Linked DNA regions of Mus musculus: region 1 is linked to region 2. The links are chromatin contacts, called in public promoter capture Hi-C maps. All regions are on one chromosome and are shown on one strand. Each heading gives the region's core, a stretch centred on a gene start, on an enhancer-like site or on the middle of the called end of the contact. The rest is flanking DNA. Distances are from core to core; before and after follow the strand shown. Region 1 overlaps Dock10 (dedicator of cytokinesis 10). Region 2 holds the start of Cul3 (cullin 3).

Region 1 (3,632 bases), core at 1,100-3,599, 380 kb before region 2:
CTCTTTGATCTCTGCTGGTCTCTGGTACCCTGTTTCCTTTCCCACGAGTTCTCAAGCCATCTTGCTATGGTACCCTCTACAACAAAGTAGACAGTAAGGCAACAGATCAAAGAATCTACTCTCTCATACCTTTGATAAATTCTGTGATGTACTGTGTATCCCTCAGTCTCTTGGCTATCAATATATCCTTAAAGTCCCTGTCTGTCATCTCTTTCACTGCACCAGGTCATCCTCTGGCTTTGACATTTTTATCCTCGAGACTGTGACTGTGCTGTTTGAATCACGTATCTTGTTTTACCTCCTCTTGAATTTCACCTTACAACAGAGATTGCTGACTTGAGGAGGTTCTGGGGACAATAAGACAACCTGTTCCTGATGGAGTGTAAAATTATAATTTGTACTCTTAGGGGTTTGTAACCCTTAACCTACTCCGCTGGAGGGTGTTGAAATTTTTGTCTCATGGTGCAATAGTTTGAAGGTTATTTTTTCCTAGCAGGAATGTGAGGTCTCAGCTTTCAGTTCCCTTCCAAATCTACTGTAATTTACTCTCCTTTCTAAAATTACTTTCATGAGATGCTTTGATTGATTTGAGACTCTTTTTATGTTTAACTTAATGTTCATCCTCCGTTGTATTATTGCCCAGCATGAGTAAAGACGATTATACTTATGATTAGAGGAATAAAACAGGCCCGTTGGGGGCCAAGTATAGAACAGTCTTATCCCTTAGTTGAGAAGCTAGGCCACACATGAATGAAATTGCTGATGTATAGACTCTAATGGCTCTTTTAATGCAAACAAAAATTGATTCTCAAGGCAGAAAGTTGCAGGATGAAGCTGCCCTGAAACTCTGCCTCAGCACACATTCAGCATTCTTGCTTCCCTGTTAGGTAAACAGATGCTTTGCAGACTGGGAAGCCAACCTGTGGCCTTGTCATTGGAACACAGGGGGAGTAAGGAAAACTATCAGTTAGAACATGACCCTATTTTCCACACATGAATGCTTAGCTGCGCAGCTCTGGGAAGTTACCTCAAACTCTCTGAGCCTCAGCTTTCTCAACTTTGAGAATGCATGAGTTTCCTTGAGCTGCTAGTGCAGATGACTACCACGTGACTTGTAATATCTGAAATTTGCCTTGTCACAAGCCAAAGTCTGAAAGCAAAGCAGTAAGTCTATTCTATCTCTGGGGCAGGTCTGTGATGCCTCTCCCAGTATGTAGTAGCAGCACCAGATATTTGGGGACTGGACTATATGACTCTAGGGTCTGCCTACATCTTTTAAAGGCTTTTTGTTGTTGTTGTGTGTTTTTTTTTCTTCTGTCTCTTCACTCTCTGTCTCTTGCTCTGTGTGATCCAGCATGTCCTTACTTTCAGACCTATGGCTTCTCTCTAAATACCTGTGTTTTTGAAAACAGGACCCATTCTGTGTTCTAGAGATTTGAAGGTGGCATGTCTTGAGGGATAGGGTACCATTCAGCCTACTATAGTAATAACAATGTATTTGTGTTGCAGATTAAATAAGGGAGTGGGAGGATATTGGGAGCTTGAGAACTGCTAGTCATCATTTCATGATTATTAAGTATCTCTTAATATTGCCATTATGACACGTACTTTTGAGAGAACAGGCTGCATTCAACAGGAAGCTCTACTGTGACTCACAGAGAAGCATCTCTGAGACTCCGTTTGGAATGTTTGAAACAAAAGAAAGATGATGCTCTTTCCCCCATAGTTTATAAATCCTTGATCTGACTTTGACAGGGATTTTGGCTATGATGTAATCATCATGGTCATGTGGTCCTCACCATTGTGTCATCGTCTTTGCCATTGTCGTTGTTGTCAGTTGTTATCTGTCCACTTGGTGCAGACCACACGGATCTGGTCATTCCAATTCTTCAGTGAGTACTGAGAATCTAGGACAATCTTAACTCCTCCAGTCCAGGAAGCTGTGAGAAGCAGGGTCTGTCACTCCTCTCCATCTGTGGATATAAATGACTGACTGGCTGAGTGTCTGAACATCCTCCTGAGATATCGTGTAGCCATTTTCAGTGTAACCAGTAGCCTCTGAAACAATGTGTTTCAATATTCTCATTTGTTCAGGAGAACTGAAAAATTAATGAAATCCCTGCCAGGAAAATATTAATGATATGTCTGTCAATAATGGACACTCAGAAGTAGGAGAAGCTTTTTGTCTTAAACTCAGTATGATGCTTGATGCTGCATGCTGTAGCTGCCTTTATCAGCAGTGCAGTTAGGGACTAAGACCTGGATAAATGAGAACATGGGTAAATGGTGTTAGGGATAGCATTACTTCCTTCTTACAAGACAGCTCTTGAAGCGTCCTCTCTGCGTGGACACCAGGGGGCGATGCTTATGTGGAAAATGCCAGCAGAGTTACCTTCTAAGGCTGTTTGCTTCTGAAGCTTGAGCCTCTCGTCTTTAAAGAACTTATTATCTTCATTTTTCTACCCCATAACAGTTATCCAACACACATGGCCAACAGCAGATAGCTTCTTAGACACCACATCTAAACCTCTTGACTGAACTGACTGGCCCTCTATAGCCATGGTGGTCCAAAAGTTCTCTATCCTTCTTAGAATTCAAATGTTGCAATCTTAACACCAAAGCAGTGAAACCAGAAAGATCGAGGGAATGAGAGTCCAGTTGTTAGAGGGCAGCATAGTCCTTATCAATGGACTCAAGCCTGAGGCAGCTGTTTCCAGCAAATGAGAACTTGGATGTTAACATGTGTAACCTAGAAGGCAGATCCCTCTTCTGACTCTAAATCTACCAGTGACTTGGTCCAGGACTTCTCTATCCATTCAAAATATAAACAATCAGTTTATATTGAGTATGACACCCTGTTTGTGGTAGCTATGACAATTGGAATAGAATGAAATATTATCTCTCCACAGTTCAGTGATTAAAACTCTGAAGATAACTCCAGTGCCCATAAAAGTCCTCATCTGCCTGTTGTTTACATGAGATAGCATTAAACCATTTTCAGTAGGCGAGCTCTCCAATTAGCACATTTTGAAGCAAATGAACACAGCTGCTAGTGGTTGGCTTTTCTCCTTAGTAATAGCTTGAATTATCTATGCCTTTCTCAGAGAGGAAGGCATAGAGGCACTAGCTGGCACATCTCAGCCCCTTTATCCAGCCCTGATAATGACATGGACATCCTTGAGACACTGTGAACATGTTAAAAATTCTCTTGGCCTTCTGACAAGTGTGGCACGATAGCTGTCCGTGAATCAAGAACAGGAAATGCTCAGGATGATACCGTCACTTCTTCCAGTTTTGAAGTGTTCTCCTTGAAGTTTTTCATGAAGGACTTTGATAATAATTATGATTCTCCAAGGATTGTTCTGAACAAAGCATTTATTTCTAGATGCTAAGAGAACTTTAACATTCATGAATCTTCCTTTGAGTTTTTAAATGCCAGCAAGAGATGATTAGAAAATGCATCAATGAAACTGAAGTCAGTTTTCTATGATGTGCAAAACTTGTGGGGGGGGGGTGAGGGGGAGAGAGAGAGAGAGAGAGAGAGAGAGAGAGAGAGAGAAATGGATGATTTCAATGTTGTTTTACAGCTGAAAAGACATAGCTCTTGTGGCTTCAAAAGGCTCATCATAAGT
Region 2 (3,654 bases), core at 260-2,759:
ATAGAGCCATATGATAGGACAGCCAATAGAAAAAGGTTTTATATCCTGATAATTATGGAAATGGCAATCAATTAGCATACTAGTTATAAACAACTATGCATCACTCACTATATTCATCAGAGCCCTTCCTTGTTTTACTTAACCCATTCTTGATATTTTATTTTTAGCTTAACTCTCTAAGCTTAGTCATTACAAATAATTTAGGGTCAATTCAACCATAAATAAACAAGCTTTATCAAGTTTTCCCTTTTGGAGGGCGGGGGTGTGTGAAGGGTGTTCAAGACAGGGTTTCTCTGTGTAGCCCTGGCTGTCCTGGAACTCACTCTGTAGACCAGGCTGGCCTCGAACTCAGAAATCCACCTGCCTCTGCTTCCCAAATGCTGGGATTAAGGTCATGGGCCACCAATTTCAATTGTAGGTGCTAATCCCAACAACAGTTCACTCAAAATGGGAAGATCCAAAACTGGGAGAATCTCAGATTTCCCAGGGGCGTTGGAAACAGCAAATGAGCAAGTATGCAAGGTAGATGTAGGATTCATACTGAATTAGAAGCCAAAAGCAGTCGAATTGGACATTTCGACTATAGGATAAGAGTCCCCGAACAAATAGAAAAATGTCTCCAAACCTACAGCAAACTTAATTTCACAGTGCTTTTGGTTTTAATGATCTATACTGTTCTTGGAAATGGTCGTATGTTTAACACAATATTGTAGTATATTAGGCATTTGTTTTATTTCGGCACAAACAAAAACCGGGTTTTAACATTAGTGGGCTCTGGATCCTCCAGAAGGTATCAACTAATGAACAAACCCAGGAGCTTGTACAGTGTAAGAAGGCCGGGTTGATTCTGAGGCGCTGCAACACCTAGCTAAAAACAGGACACTGGTTTCGCAGTCTGCAGGTAACTCAAGCACAAACCCTGCTTTCAAGTTTCTGGCTGGGCTCAAGTACCCATCCCTAGGCCACGTGCCCTAGAAAAACACAGGAGCAGTTCTAGGACGTAGAACCTTCCTCCTCGCACCCCACGCCCTTTCCCAGGACTACCTACCTACTAGGGCCAAGCTCAGCCCCGCCAGCCCACAACACAACACTCCCCTCTCCCCCTTCCGGAAATTCCCCCGCCCACTACCCACGTGACCCACCACCTTCGCGCTCCACCAATCAGAAGCCACCTCAGCCTACTGGGGTCTCCGACGCTCCTCTTTTGAAAACGCAGCCTACGTCTCCTGCACCAGGCCCCGCCCCCCAGGGCGCTGACTACGCCCATTCCTTAATCCACCCCTCTCCCCCCTCCCCACCACGTTCAGACCCCACTTCTCCCTGCGCCCTCCCTTCCCGGGCTTCGCCCCACCCCGCCCCCGACCGCGCGCCCGCCCCGATCTCGCGAGATCTGACGTGCCCGCCGCGGCCTCCCGCCTCCCCTCCCGTCCTCCCGCCCCCTCCCCCATCTCTCCACTCTCCGCTCTCCTCCCTCCCTCCTCCCCCCTCCACCCTCTGGGCCGGATCTCGTCTCGCTGAGGCGGAGGAGGAGAAGGAGGAGGAGGACGTTCGGCCTGCGCAGTGAGATGTTTGTCCGTCGCCGCCGCCGCCGCCATCGCGGAGGAGCGCGATAAAGGGAGCCGAGCCCGGCGCGAGGGGAAGCCCGCGGAGCCGCCGCGCCAGCGCAGCCCCCGGCCGAGCCCGAGCCGCCCGAGCCCGAGCCGCCGCCCCCGCCGCCGCGGCCGCCCAGGGGCCGGCCCGCCGCCCAGCCCAGCCCGGGGGCCGCGCCGCCGCCCCCCGCCGAGCCCCGCGGCTGCCCTCCCGCCTTCAATGTGACACCGGCGCCTCCGAGTGCGAGCCGCAGCCGCCGCCGCCGTCAGCGCCGCCGCCGGGGAGGGGCCGAGCACCATGTCGAATCTGAGCAAAGGCACGGGCAGCCGGAAGGACACCAAGATGCGGATCCGGGCCTTTCCGGTGAGTCGGTCCTCGGCGCCCGGGACCGGGAGCCGCGGCCCGGAGCCGCACGCGAGGCCGGGGCTGAACTCCGCCAACAGGCCGCAGCCGGCCTCCCCTCCCCCCACGGCCGCCGCCGGTGGCGGAGCGCGAGGCTTCCCGGCAACGGGGCGGCGCGGGGCCGGGTCGGCCACCTCCGGGGCCGTTCCCCGCGCCCCGGCCGCCCCGGGGCCTCCTTCGCTCGGGCCTCGGGGGCCGCGGCCCTGAGGGGATGCGCGCTGTGGCCGCCGCACCCGTCGCGTGGGGCGTGTGTGTAACTTTTAGCGTGCGGTTTCCAGAAGGAGCCGGCTCGGCTTTTACGGCGGTGGGGAGGACTGTCCACCTCTGCTCGACTCCGTAGTCAGGGGCGGTCTTGCCATCCCACTGCCCCACTCACTGACAGAGATGCTAGAAATGCCCACTGGCAAAACACTAGGAGCATAGTATTTATAGCATCCTTGATCCTGCAAAGCTTCCTAAGCGCTTGACCCACTCCGGTTCAGAATCGCCCCTCCACTTCTTGGAGGGCCAGGCACAGCTTTTCCGTGTCTTAGTCAAGGAGGTCCCCAAGAATAGTTGCCACTCAGACTTGTTTTACCTTGTACGTTTTTAGCGACAGCAAACATTTGCTCTTCAGAAACTTTTCCTCTTGGCGTTACGTTGAGTCATAGGCTTGCGGTGTTTAGTAGATGGAGTAGTATGTAACTTTGGATGTCATGCCTCGATCAGATAGCCAGTGGCAGGCAATTAAAATGTCCTGTTGTAACAAACTGGACGTACTTGCTCGTGTCGCTACAGTGACAGGTAAATGTCAAATAGACAAGCCATCAGTGGAGCAGAATTGTAAAAGTAAAACGGAGGGAGGTTGTTTTTCCCTTCTAAGACTCATAAGCATTCTGTCGTGTGGGAGGGGAAGGGGGCCTTTGTCATCACTTTTTGAACAGGCTTTTCCTGAAGTACCCTTTGCTGTGAGGAATGAAAGACCACGATAGTATTGTCTGAGTTAAGTAACTTTGCCTTGGAGAACTTGAGGGCCTCTGAATTCCTCATCCCAAAGAAGTGTACAAGCGATGCAGAATTGTGACTTTGCAAGGGACATATTGTCAGCATGTAAAAACTTGCACCTTTATGTAAATAAATGGGCTCTATGTTAACATGTAGGGTATAATCAGGAGGACGAGATACTTTAATAATAATTGCATTATGAACGATTTTTTTAAGTAAATAAGAGATTACACCAGAAAGTGAGAAATGCTAGAAACACAGTGCCAATAAAGGTAACTATTATGTTTTCCTTTGTAATTGGACAGTGAGCCAGGTTTATGAACTTGAATAATTTCCCTACCTAATCAACCACCCAAGTGATTGTCAAATCCACATCCTTCCCTCTTTTTTTTTAAGCGAATTCAGACATGGTTGTTTTTTATGTTTTAATTTTTTTTTAATCAACTATGACACTGATTTTTCTAGGAAATATTTACTCTTGGTTCTGTTGTTTCTTTGTTGTTTAGTAAAATGTGAAAGAGCTTATATTTGACCAGTTAATATTTTTCAGAGTAACCGGTTCTACCTTTATCTGTGTTTGCAGCTCTTTGACCTCTAGGTTTCTCTACTTGAACCTGTTTTCCTCTCCCCATATACTGAGTACTGTATGCAGGCACTGTTTATTCCTAGAGCTTTAGG

Evidence for each region. Promoter capture Hi-C pulls out the DNA fragments that hold promoters and counts their contacts.
Region 1: a promoter capture Hi-C map of the HPC-7 cell line shows a contact between it and region 2. The contact joins the enhancer-like site here to the promoter of Cul3 in region 2. A contact is called at or near these places in 3 of 39 promoter capture datasets (the C10 cell line, the HPC-7 cell line and pre-B cells), 3 of 115 datasets of contacts at active chromatin or transcription factors (the 230-238 cell line, effector CD8 T cells and memory CD8 T cells) and 1 of 9 other capture datasets (liver).

Annotation. Positions count from the first base shown.
Region 1 is chr1:80,721,573-80,725,204 of GRCm38.p6, reverse strand. The region is part of intron 1 of Dock10 (dedicator of cytokinesis 10); the gene reads left to right. Among named protein-coding and RNA genes, the nearest start is that of Dock10, 35 kb to the left of the region's middle. Within about 2 kb of position 2,349, at least 29 of the 459 cell types and tissues checked have an H3K27ac peak or open chromatin away from gene starts, as enhancers often do. A contact at or near this core is called in the HPC-7 cell line, where this site is marked.
Region 2 is chr1:80,338,545-80,342,198 of GRCm38.p6, reverse strand. Cul3 (cullin 3) reads left to right here and starts at 1,509. Exons shown (of 16, transcript NM_016716.5): 1 at 1,509-1,953. The coding sequence starts at 1,888. Gm39667 (a long non-coding RNA gene) reads right to left here and starts at 1,286. Exons shown (of 2, transcript XR_865570.2): 1 at 1,049-1,286; 2 at 1-971.